2 separate regions of the Oryctolagus cuniculus genome follow, and region 1 is linked to region 2. The links are chromatin contacts, called in public Micro-C maps. All regions are on one chromosome and are shown on one strand. Each heading gives the region's core, a stretch centred on a gene start, on an enhancer-like site or on the middle of the called end of the contact. The rest is flanking DNA. Distances are from core to core; before and after follow the strand shown.

The links. Hi-C and Micro-C count contacts between places; a contact is called where the count stands out from the background.
Region 1: a contact with region 2 is called in a Micro-C map of ear pinna, with 3 times the contacts expected there. The contact joins the promoter of NARF here to the promoter of TBCD in region 2. A contact is called at or near these places in 2 of 6 Hi-C or Micro-C datasets (ear pinna and an unstated tissue).

The regions. Positions count from the first base shown.
Region 1 is chr17:643,650-648,787 of mOryCun1.1, reverse strand. It overlaps NARF (nuclear prelamin A recognition factor), which reads left to right and starts at 2,320. Exons shown (of 12, transcript XM_051838812.2): 1 at 2,320-2,476; 2 at 2,764-2,847; 3 at 4,816-4,959. The coding sequence starts at 2,450.
Region 2 is chr17:398,648-404,152 of mOryCun1.1, reverse strand. TBCD (tubulin folding cofactor D) reads left to right here and starts at 1,545. Exons shown (of 40, transcript XM_051838823.2): 1 at 1,545-1,910; 2 at 3,751-3,801. The coding sequence starts at 1,727. It overlaps FN3K (fructosamine 3 kinase), which reads left to right. Exons shown (of 6, transcript XM_002723048.5): 6 at 239-1,065. The coding sequence ends at 577.

The DNA.
Region 1 (5,138 bases), core at 1,071-3,570, 240 kb before region 2:
CCCCAGATGCCTGTAAAGGCCAGAGCTGGGCCAGGCGGGAGCCAGGAGCTTCATCCTGGTCTCCCACGAGGGTGACGGGGCCTAAACATGGGCCACCTTCCGTTGCTTTTCCCAAGACAGTGAGCAGGGAGCTGGATGGGAGGTGGAGCAGCTGGGACAGCAACCAGTGCCCACACGGGATGCGGCGTCATGGGTGGTAGCTTTACCTGTTGCGCCACAACATTGGCCTCAGGATTTTTTTTTTTAAAGAAAGACTTAAGGAACATCTAAATCAACTTCGATATAGAACACATTGTACTTATTTAGATCCTGATTTAAACTCGCTAGAAATTTATGAGACAATTGAGAAATATGGACATTGGGCATTGACGAGACTGACTGCGAAGTGTTGTAACAGATAGCATTGCAATTCTGCTTTTAAAACACTAGAGGCCAGCATTGTGGCATAGCAGATAAAGGCTCCACCTGTAATTGCCAGCATCCCTGTGGCAACAGTTCTAGTCCTGGCTGCTCCACTTCTGCTCCAGCGCCCTGCTAATGACCTGGAGAAGAAGAGAAGATGGCCCCAGGAGTCGGGCCCCTGCCACCCCTGTGGGAGATGCTGCTCCTGGCTTTGGCCTGGCCTAGCCCTGGCCATGAGGCCATCTGTGGAGTAAACCAGTGGATGGAAGATCTCTCTCTTTCCATCTCTGTAATTCTGATTCTCAAACAAATAAATACATCTTTAAAATAACAATAAATATACAAATCTAAAACTACTCTTTCATTCCTGAAAACTGAAGGGAGATGTTTTCTGTGCAGTGCTGACATGGATTGAATGACTGAAAGGTTAAGACTTCCCAAGGTTGATTGATGTATTTGTAATATGGTATATAAATGGAAAACGCGGGGCCGGCTCTGGCACCGTGGGTTAAAGCTTCAGTCTGCAGCGCTGGCATCACATTTGGGTGCTGGTTCGAGTCCTGACTGCTCCACTTCTGGTCCAGCTCCCTGCTGTGGCCTGGGAAAGCAGCAGAAGATGCCCAAGTCCTTGGGGCCCTGCACCCACGTGGGAGACCTGGAAGAGGCTCCTGGCTTGGGATCGGCACAGCTCCAGCCGTTGCGGTCATTTGGGGAGTGAACCAGTGGATAGAAGACCTCTCTCTGTCTCTACATTTCTCTGTAACTCTTTCAAATAAATAAACTTTTTTAAGAAATGGAAAACTATAAATAAGAACATTTTTAATGATCTAACATGAAAAGATCCTACTGGGGTTTTGAGGCGTAAGTGTCTGATCTGACGCTCCGAGGGGAGGGTTTGCCTTCAGGAGGGGCGCAGGATCGGGACTCTGGGCTGTACACGCGGGAGCGCTTCCTGTCACGCTGACTGCTCCACGCGCGCTCTGCACCCGACCCGGGCGCGGGGTTTAGGGGAGATGTGGACTCCGGGGACGCTAACAGCGAGTCACCGCGTGGCAGCGCTGCCCGTGGGTGGCGGTCACGTGTGGCCCTGCAGTCTTCGCTAGCGGGTGGTCAGAGCGGTGGGGGAGCCGGCCTCGTCCCAGAGCTCACACCGGGCAGCAGCCTGCCAAGTGCCAAGTCCGAGTCCCCGACTGCATTTTGGAAAGTGACCTCCGCGTCCCCACGCGCGTCCGCGGAGTGCACCGGCCGGGTCCCAGGACTCCCGAGCGCCCTCGCGTGCCGCCGGTTTTGCGCGGTTCCAGTCAGCTCCGTGGGGGACGACAGTCTCCTCGAGCTTTGTAAAGTGCGGCCCTGACCAGTACCCGCGGGACTCAGGCCAAACACTGACCGGGCACCCGGTCAGGGTTCTCGGACCGCAGCGGCCGACGGAAGCGGGCCCTGGCGGGGACCCCGGGGCGGGCCGGCGGAGCGCGGCGCTCCCGCGCTCAACGACACGAACGGAAAACGCCGCCCTCGTGCCGCCCGGCTGCGTCCACGCGGGCCAGCGGCGCTCGCCGCGCACGCGCACTTCCGCCCGGCCGGCCTACGTGCCGCGCGGCAGGGCGGCCATGGCGGCGGCCAGAGGCGGGTGTGGGGCCGAGCGGACGACGCGCGCCCCCGCCGCAGGCGGCTCTCCCTCGGCCCCTCCCCCGCGCCCGTGGCTAAGCAGCCCCCGCCGGCCCGCCCGAAGCGGAAACCCTCGCGGGAACCGGCCCGGGACCCCGCGGCGTCGCCCGTCGCATTGGCTCCAGGGGCGGGCCCGCCTCTTTCCGGCATCCTCATTGGCCGAGACCCAGCCGTGTGGGGCGGGGCCGAAGCGCCTTCCGCGCGCTCCTACTGGCTCAGGGTGCGGCTCGCCCTGTCCCGGCGCTCTCATTGGCCGGGCGCAGCCGCCGGGGCGGGGCCCGCCGCAGCGAGGACGACAAAGGGCTGCGGGCGGCGGGCGCCGCGTCTGCGTCCGCGCTGCTCCCCTCAGGCCGAGGCGCCGGCCTCCGCCCGCGCGCTCCAGATGAAGTGCGAGCACTGCACGCGCAAGGTGGGCGCGGACCGCGGGGCCGGGGCTGGGGCGGGCCGCGTGCGGGTGGCGGCAGGCTCTCGCGCGCCCGTCCATCCTTCCCTGTCCCGCAAAACGGTCCCGAGCCTTCAGCCCGGGACACCGAGACCGAACCTCGCGGCGGCCCCGGCCGGCCGAGGCGGCGGCGCTCCTCGGTCCGGAGCGGGCAGCGCCGCGGGGTCGCCCTCGCACCTGCGGGCAGGTGGCCGAGCCGTGAGGGAGGGCAGCGGCAGAGTCGTCGGTCAGTGACGCCCCCTTGCCTTTTTAAGGAATGTAGCAAGAAGAGCAAGACCGAGGACGCGGAGGATGTGTCGGCCGAGGCGAGCGCGAGCCCGGCGCGGGCGGGCGGAGAGGTGAGCGTGCGCCGGCCGGGGCCGGCCGGGGCCCGGCCGCCGTCGCCTCTGTTCGCGGTTGCTTCTCTTTGAGATGCTGCCTGGCCGGGAGTTGATGCGCGCTCCGAGCTGCGTGTGCTGTGTAAGTGCCGCCCCAGCGGCGCGCGGAGACGCAGCCGTCACGCCTTCCACGGAGGGCCCCGCGAGCGCCGGCGCTGAGCGCTTCTGCCGCGACCTGCGTCTGGCGGGCCTTCCTCTGGGCGCACCCCTGCGCGGAGCTCCAGCCCCTTCGCTATCAGTGATGCGGGGGGTTGAGGCGCGCCCCTCCCGGGTTCTGCGAGGCTGAGATAAGGCACCCCCAGCCTAGGTGGTTGTCTCGGCAGGTCGGTGGTGGGCACACGGACAGCGCGGGCGCGCAGGGCGGGGAGAGCTCCGAGCCGGTGTAGCAGCCAGCCCGGAGGGTGTCGCACACCCTGACCCGCTCAGTGGAGGGCAGTGGGCGATCGCGAAGGCCCCCGGGCTCGGGGGAGCGCAGGTGTGTGTCAGTGCAGGTTGGAGGGAGCCGGGGAACAGCTGGGGCGCAGCTTTGGCGGGGCACGGGACCTGCGTGAGCCAGCCAGAGCGGCAGAGCTAAGAGGCTGTACCCGGGCGCGGCGTTAGCTCCACAGGCCCCGAGCTTGGGCTGGAGGCAGCACAGGCCCCTGTTGCTCTGGACAGAGGCGATAGGCCAGGTGGTGGAAGGGAACGGCGCGTGCGTTTAGGGCAGGAGGGGAAAGGGAGGAATGTGACAGGTGCGGGAGAGCCGGCCCTGCAGCAGGAGACGCGGGAGGATGGCGAGTTGGTGCAGCTGGCCGGGCCTCGGGCTTAGTGCAGCACCGCGCGCCAGGCTCCGGGAGCTCCTTAGAAGTACAGGCTTCTGGGCCCCACACAGACCTCCTGAATCACCGGTAGTGGAACAAGACCCCCAGTGAGCAGGCGTCTCGGGGCCATTGGGTCATTTCCAGGAGGAGGCAGTGGGCTGAGCTCCGTTCAGAGTGGCTGTGGGGGAGAGGGCACCCGAGCTGGCTCCTGTCAGTCCGTGTTTAAAGGGGAAAACAACAGCAAACGGGACCCGTGGCTCAGGCTCTCATAATGTGTTGAAATGATTCCAGTGGGCTACGTCCGTCCGCCCAGTAGCGAGCACGGTCTGTATGCGGCACGTTCTGGGGTGTGTACTCTCAGACCGAAGTTTGTACCCAGGAGGGCTGAGCACGTGGAGCCCGGGGGGCAAGGCGGTTGGTGGATGAGGGTGGTGCTGGCAGGTGTCAGGACCTCCCAGCCAGGGCCATTCAGTGAGCCCAGAGCTGGCTGGGGGTGTGTCCCAGAGTGTGGCAGTCCCAGCCAGGGCCGTTGTGACTGGGCGCGATGGGGAGCACACCCACCAGCTTGAACCTCTACATGGGGGGCGGCTGTGGAGGGCTCTGAGCAGAGTGCAGATGCGGCTCCGTCTTAGCAGATTCTAGGGAAGGAGAGGGTGCCGGCGTCCAGGTGAGACCAGGGGTGGACAGACGGGCTTCAGCTTCAGCGAGGTGGGGGCCCTGAGCCAGCAGGGAGCCGTGCAAGCTCTGAGCCTCTAGGGAGAGGCCAGGACTGTAGGCACCCCAGGGAGCCGGGGTGGGGGCAGCTCAGGTTCTAGCAGAGCTGTGCCCCAGGCCCTGCTGAGCAGAACTGCAGGGAGGAGAAGCCGGGCGGGCGGGGCTGCTCCCAGACCCTGCCTTCCCCGAGGACGTGGGGCAGGCTTCCACCTGGCGGTTGTCTGCAGGGTCTCCGGCAGCGTCACCACGGGCTGGGGCCTGTGTCCTTGTACGGCCTCAGGCTGCTCGGAGGTGGAAGCTGCCTCCTGCCTGCTGTTGTCGTGTGTGGGGGGGGGGGGGGGGGCTCGTGCTCCGCCCTCCCTCGCGCCGTGTTCTGAGGTGAGGCGTCCTCCCAGACCTCGATGTTCTCTTCCAGAAGGGAGCGTTCCACAAGCTGGCTGATGCCAAGATTTTCTTGAGCGACTGCCTGGCGTGTGACAGCTGTGTGACTGCAGAGGAGGGCGTCCAGCTCTCCCAGCAGAATGCCAAGGACTTCTTCCGGGTCCTGAACCTTAACAAGGTACGGTGTCCAGGGCTCGCTGGTGCTGCGGCGGGGGGTGGGGACATCACTTGCTTGTCCCAGCCCTGTCCCTGTGTGGCTACGCCCTGTCCCTGAGCCTACGCCCTTCTCCATCACGGACACAGTCCCCGCACAGTCACACTCCCTCCCTGACTCGGCAGTGGGGGTGTGGGTGGGGG
Region 2 (5,505 bases), core at 296-2,795:
CCAGGGCCAGGTCTCAAAGCCTGACTCTGAAGTCCCGCTGTAGCCTATGGTGAACTGGCTCCTTGACCTCATGGATGAAGTGGCCAGCAGGGCGGAGAGGAGCAGTGACAGGGCAGTGGGGAGGGCTGTGTCCTCTGCTGCGGCCGCTGGTGCCAGGGAAGTGGGACGCGCACAGAGCGGAGAGGGGCTGCCTCCGGCCGCGTCCAGGCACTGGGCACGACGACCCTCCCTCTCGCAGGTGAAGATCCCGGCTCTGTTCTGCGGCCTGGAGGTGGTCCCCGCCCTGCTGCACGGTGACCTCTGGTCGGGGAACGCGGCGGAGGACGACGCGGGGCCGGTGGTCTTCGACCCGGCCTCCTTCTACGGCCACTCCGAGTTCGAGCTGGCCATCGCCCTGCTGTTCGGCGGCTTCCCCAGGGCCTTCTTCACCGCCTACCACCGCAAGGTGCCCAAGGCGCCGGGCTCCGAGCAGCGGCTGCTGCTCTACCAGCTCTTCAACCTCCTCAACCACTGGAACCATTTCGGGCGCAGTTACCGCTCGGCCGCGCTGGGCGCCATGCGCAGGCTGCTGGCATAACCGCGGGCCGGGATCCCCGCACCCTGCTGCGGCGCAGCTCGCCCGGTGGAGCCCTCCCGGGAACGGCCTCCGGGGGCGGCCCCGACGCGCGCTAACCCAGGGCAGCACCCCTTAGAGCGGCAGAAGGCGGGGTAAGGGGAGCAGGGGCGCAGATGGGACACCCGTCCCCTGCCGACCGCGCCGCCAGGGGTGTGCGCGGCCCACTGACCCTGCGTGGCTGACACGCGCACCTGGCCGCGCGCGGCCGCCTTCTCTCGAGGGACGAAGCTCCGGGCACGGCTTGCTCGCAGCAGGTGCATCCCTGGGACCCCAATTCTCCCCCCCCGGGGGCAGCAGCTCTGCCACTCACCGGGGGCCCCCAGATCGAGCTGAGGGCTCCCAGCCCCGGCTGTTGCGGGTATGTGGGGGGAGGGGTGAACCAGCGGACAGGGGCTCTCTTTCTCTCTTTAAAGGCCTTTCAAATAAATAAACCTTAAACATGAAAACCACCTCTGGGTGGGGGTCCATCGCGTGCTTCCTGCTCCGCCAGCGCTCACCTGGGCCTGGGGTCTCCAGGGGGAGGTGCTTTTCCCAGGGCCAGTGGGCGTCGGGCGCCCACGGCTCGCGCCGGACCGCAGTGCGGGGTGGCCCTGGCGCTTGGGACTGGAGGCGGTCATGGCCCCGCCCCGGCACCCAGGCCCCGCCCCACTCCAGGGCTCAGACCCCGCCCGGCCACGCCCTCAGGCCCCACCCAGTCGCTCGTCTGTCCTCAGACCACGCCCCAAACGAGCCCCGCCCAGGGCCCGCCCCCAGCATCAGCTCCGCCCCGGGCTCGCCCCTCCGCTGCCCGGGCCGGATCGGAGCGCGGTCTTTCCCCGCCGAACTGAGCCTGCGCGGAGACCCCGCCGCAGCTCCTCTTTGCCCGGAGCCCGACAGCGGCGAGCGACCCGGGACCAGAAAGCGACTTCTCGTTTTCGGCCGCCGTAAGCCTCGGCCCTCGCCGGACGGGCGCCACCTCCGCGCGCGCTGCCGCTATTTTGGCGACTCGCGCGTCCCGTAGCGAGGCCGGCTCCGGGGTCGGAGGCCGCTGGGTGGGGCCGGCGTGCGCGGGCGCCGCCTTCGCTCGCCTTTCTGCGCGCTCTCCTCAGCCGGCCGGGCCTCGCCGCCGCGATGGACCTGAGCAAGGAGCCGGTGGCCGGCGCCCGCGACGACGAGGTGGAGGAGGAGGCGCTGGCGTACGGCGCCGCGCTGGAGGCGTTCAGCGAGAGCGCCGAGGCCCGCGCGCTGCTCGGCGGGCTGCGGGAGGCGCACGGCGAGCGCGCGGCGCGGGAAGCGGCGGTGGAGCGGTTCCGCGGTGAGGCGGGGTGCGGTGCGCGGGCGCGGGGGACTTCAGCGTCTCGGGGCCCCTGCGGGGAGGGCGCACCCTGCCCTCCCTCCCGGCAGCCCCTGGAGAGGGCAGCGGGACCCTTGGGCAGGTGGCACGTGGGCTCCCGGCCCCGAGACGGACCCCACGGTGTGTGCGTGTGCCTTTGTGTGTGTGCCTGTGTGTGCACCTGTTGTACAGAGCGTGCGCATCTGGTGTGCAACGTGTGTGCTCCCACCTCTGTGTGTGCCCCCCTGTGTGTGCTCCCACCTGTGTGTGCTCCCACCTGTGTGTGCAACATGTGTGCTCCCCTGTGTGTGCTCCCACCTGTGTGTGTGCTCCCACCTGTGTGTATGCCTGTGTGTGGACCTGTTATACAGAGCGTGCGCATCTGGTGTGCAACGTGTGTGCTCCCCTGTGTGTGCTCCCACCTGTGTGTGCTCCCACCTGTGTGTGTGCCCCCCGTGTGTGCTCCCCTGTGTGTGCTCCCACCTGTGTGTATGCCTGTGTGTGCACCTGTTATACAGAGCGTGCGCATCTGGTGTGCAACGTGTGTGCTCCCCTGCATGTATGCACTTGGGTGTGCTCCTAGCTATGTGTGTGTGCCTGTGTTGTGCAACATGTGTGCTCCCCTGTGTGTGCTCCCCTGTGTGTGCTCCCACCTGTGTGTATGCCTGTGTGTGCTCCCCTGCGTGTGCCCCCCGTGTGTGCTCCCACCTGTGTGTATGCCTGTGTGTGCTCCCCTGCGTGTGCCCCCCTGTGTGTGCTCCCACCTGTGTGTATGTCTGTGTGTGCTCCCCTGCGTGTGCTCCCCTGTGTGTGCTCCCACCTGTGTGTGCCTGTGTTGTGCAACATGCGTGCTCCCCTGTGTGTGCCCCCCCGTGTGTGCTCCCACCTGTGTGTATACCTGTGTGTGCGCCTAGTGTGCGCCTGCAGTGTGTCCCACAGTGTGAGGACTGCAATGTGTAGATCAGTTGTGCAGACCAGGTGTGACCCTCAGCGTGTCGACTGCAGAGCACGTGTGGACCCGTGTGTGGACCACAGTTTGGGGACTGCTCGGCGGGGCCACGGGGTTGGACCAGGAGGAACTGGCTTGATGCCCAGCGTGGCTGTGGGCTGCTGAGACTTGGAGAAACGGGTGCGGTGTGGGATGACAGCCACAGTGTGAGTGGCTTCTTGGTCAGCCTGGTGGATGACTTCCAAGTGCGTCTGTAGGGCCTGGAGGTGCATGATGACCTAGAGCGTTTTCGCCACGCGCTTGTCCTCGGTTTGGAGAGGCAGTGCCCGGGCTTTAGGAGAGAGGCTGGGTGGTGTCCAGGTGGAGAGGCCACTGGCAGCAGCAGTCTGAATCCCGTCTGTCAGTTACCCGAATGCCTGGTGACTGATAACACCGCCTCACGTACAAACTGAGGGTGAGGCGGGCACCGGGCACCAGCGGGAGCCCGGCTTTTGCTCCTGGCAGGTGGGCGGCAGTGAGGAGTGCTCCTTGGATTGGACAGAAGCACCGCAGCTGGGGGCTGTGGGTCAGACTTTGCAGGGCTTTGAGGGAAGAGAGAGGGTGTGTGCCTGAGCGGGAGTGGGAGGGAAGGAAGGAACAAGGGAGAGACCCTGCTGGGGAGGAAGACTCAGGAGGCCGTGGGAGGAGAGGACCCCAGGAAAGGTGTGTGGAGCAGGGGGCCAGAGGGCAGTGGGGGTGCACACTCTGGGGGGCCTCTGTGGGTGTGCTCTTGGCCGCTGCCTGCGTTTAGCAAGGACGAGCAGGGTGGCTCCTGAGGTCCCTGTGCGCGTCTGGCTTAGTGGTGATTGACTTCTGTGTTCTTTTTCTTTTTAGTAATAATGAACAAATACCAGGAGCAGCCTCACCTGTTGGACCCACACCTTGGTGAGCATGGGAGCTGATGGTCCTGATGACCGAATGAATGACAGGTGGCCGTGAGACCTTGTGTGCTGCCGCGTGTGTGTGGCTGCAGAGGGTGGCGGGATGTAGTGCCAGTGCCTTTCAAATAAGTAAGATAAATCTTGAAGAAATAAAGAACACATCTTTTGGTTCTCCTACCCAAGTTTTAACCTGTTTGTGTCTGGTCACCTGCTATTGCTGGCAGGTCACACAGGGTCACGTGGTCACCGTTCAATCCTGCCAGCAGCTGAGGAGGCATCTGTGGTCATGTCTGCTGTAGAGAAGATGCTGAGACTTGTTTCTTACCTTAGTGTAAGGGTAGTGATTCTTAAAAAATTTATTTATTTGAAAGGCAGAACAACAGAGAGGGAAAGGGGGCAGACAGAGCAAGAGAGACAGCAAGCAAGCTATTTCACTTCCCAGATTCCTGTAACTGCCAGGGCTGGGCCAGGCTGACGCCAGGACGAGGAATTTCATCAAGGTCTTCCGTGTGGGTGGTAGGGACCCCCGCACTTGGGCCCTTATCTTCTGCCTTCCCAGGCATATTAGCAGAAAGCTGGATTGGAAGTGGGTAACTGGATCTTGAACTCAGGCACTCTGATATGGGATATGGGAGTAGCAAGTGTGGCTTAACCTGCTGTGTATAATGCTGGCCCCAACCCTTGCTTCTTTTTATATTTTATTTAAAAATAAATTTTAGAGATTTATTTTTTATTTATTTGAAAGGCAGAGTTACAGAGATGAGGAAAAGAAGGAGGAGAGAGACAGAGACAAAGACAAAAGATCTTCCATCTGCTGGTTCACTCCCCAAATGGCCACAATGGCCAAGGCTGGGCCAGGCTGAAGCCAGATCCTGGAGCTTCTTCTGGATCTTCCATGCGGGTGCAGGGGCCCAAGCACTTGGGCCATCCTCTGCTGCTTTTCCAGGCCATAAACAGAGCTGGATTGGAGAGCAGCTGGGACGCAAACTGGTACCCATATGGGACGCCAGTGCTGCAGGTGGATGCTTAGTCTACTTTGCCACGGTTCCAGCCCCCACGAATGTTGTTTATTGATCTGTGAAACTGTCTTTGTTATGTGTTCTGACTAGTTGCTGATGTCCCTACTGTGCCACAGGATTGCCCCAATTCTTCCATTTCTTTTTCTTTTCTTTTTTTTTTTTTTTTTGACAGGCAGAGTGGACAGTGAGAGAGAGAGAGACAGAGAGAAAGGTCTTCCTTTTACCGTTGGTTCACCCTCCAATGGCCGCCGCGGCCGGCGCGCTGCGGCCGGCGCACCGCGCTGATCCGATGGCAGGAGCCAGGAGCCAGGTGCTTTTCCTGGTCTCCCATGGGGTGTAGGGCCCAAGCACCTGGGCCATCCTCCACTGCACTCCCTGGCCACAACAGAGAGCTGGCCTGGAAGAGGGGCAACCGGGACAGAATCCGGCGCCCCGACCGGGACTAGAACCCGGTGTGCCGGCGCCGCTAGGCGGAGGATTAGCCTAGTGAGCCGCGGCGCCGGCCTCATTTCTTTTTTTTTTTTTTTAAAGATTTATTTTATTTATTTGAAAGTCAGTTACACAGAGAGAGAAGAGGCAGAGAGAGAGAGAGGTCTTCCGTCCAATGGGTCACTCCCCAGATGGCCGCAACGGCCGGAGCTGCACTGATCCGAAGCCAGGAGCCAGGAGCCTCTTCCAGGTCTCCCACA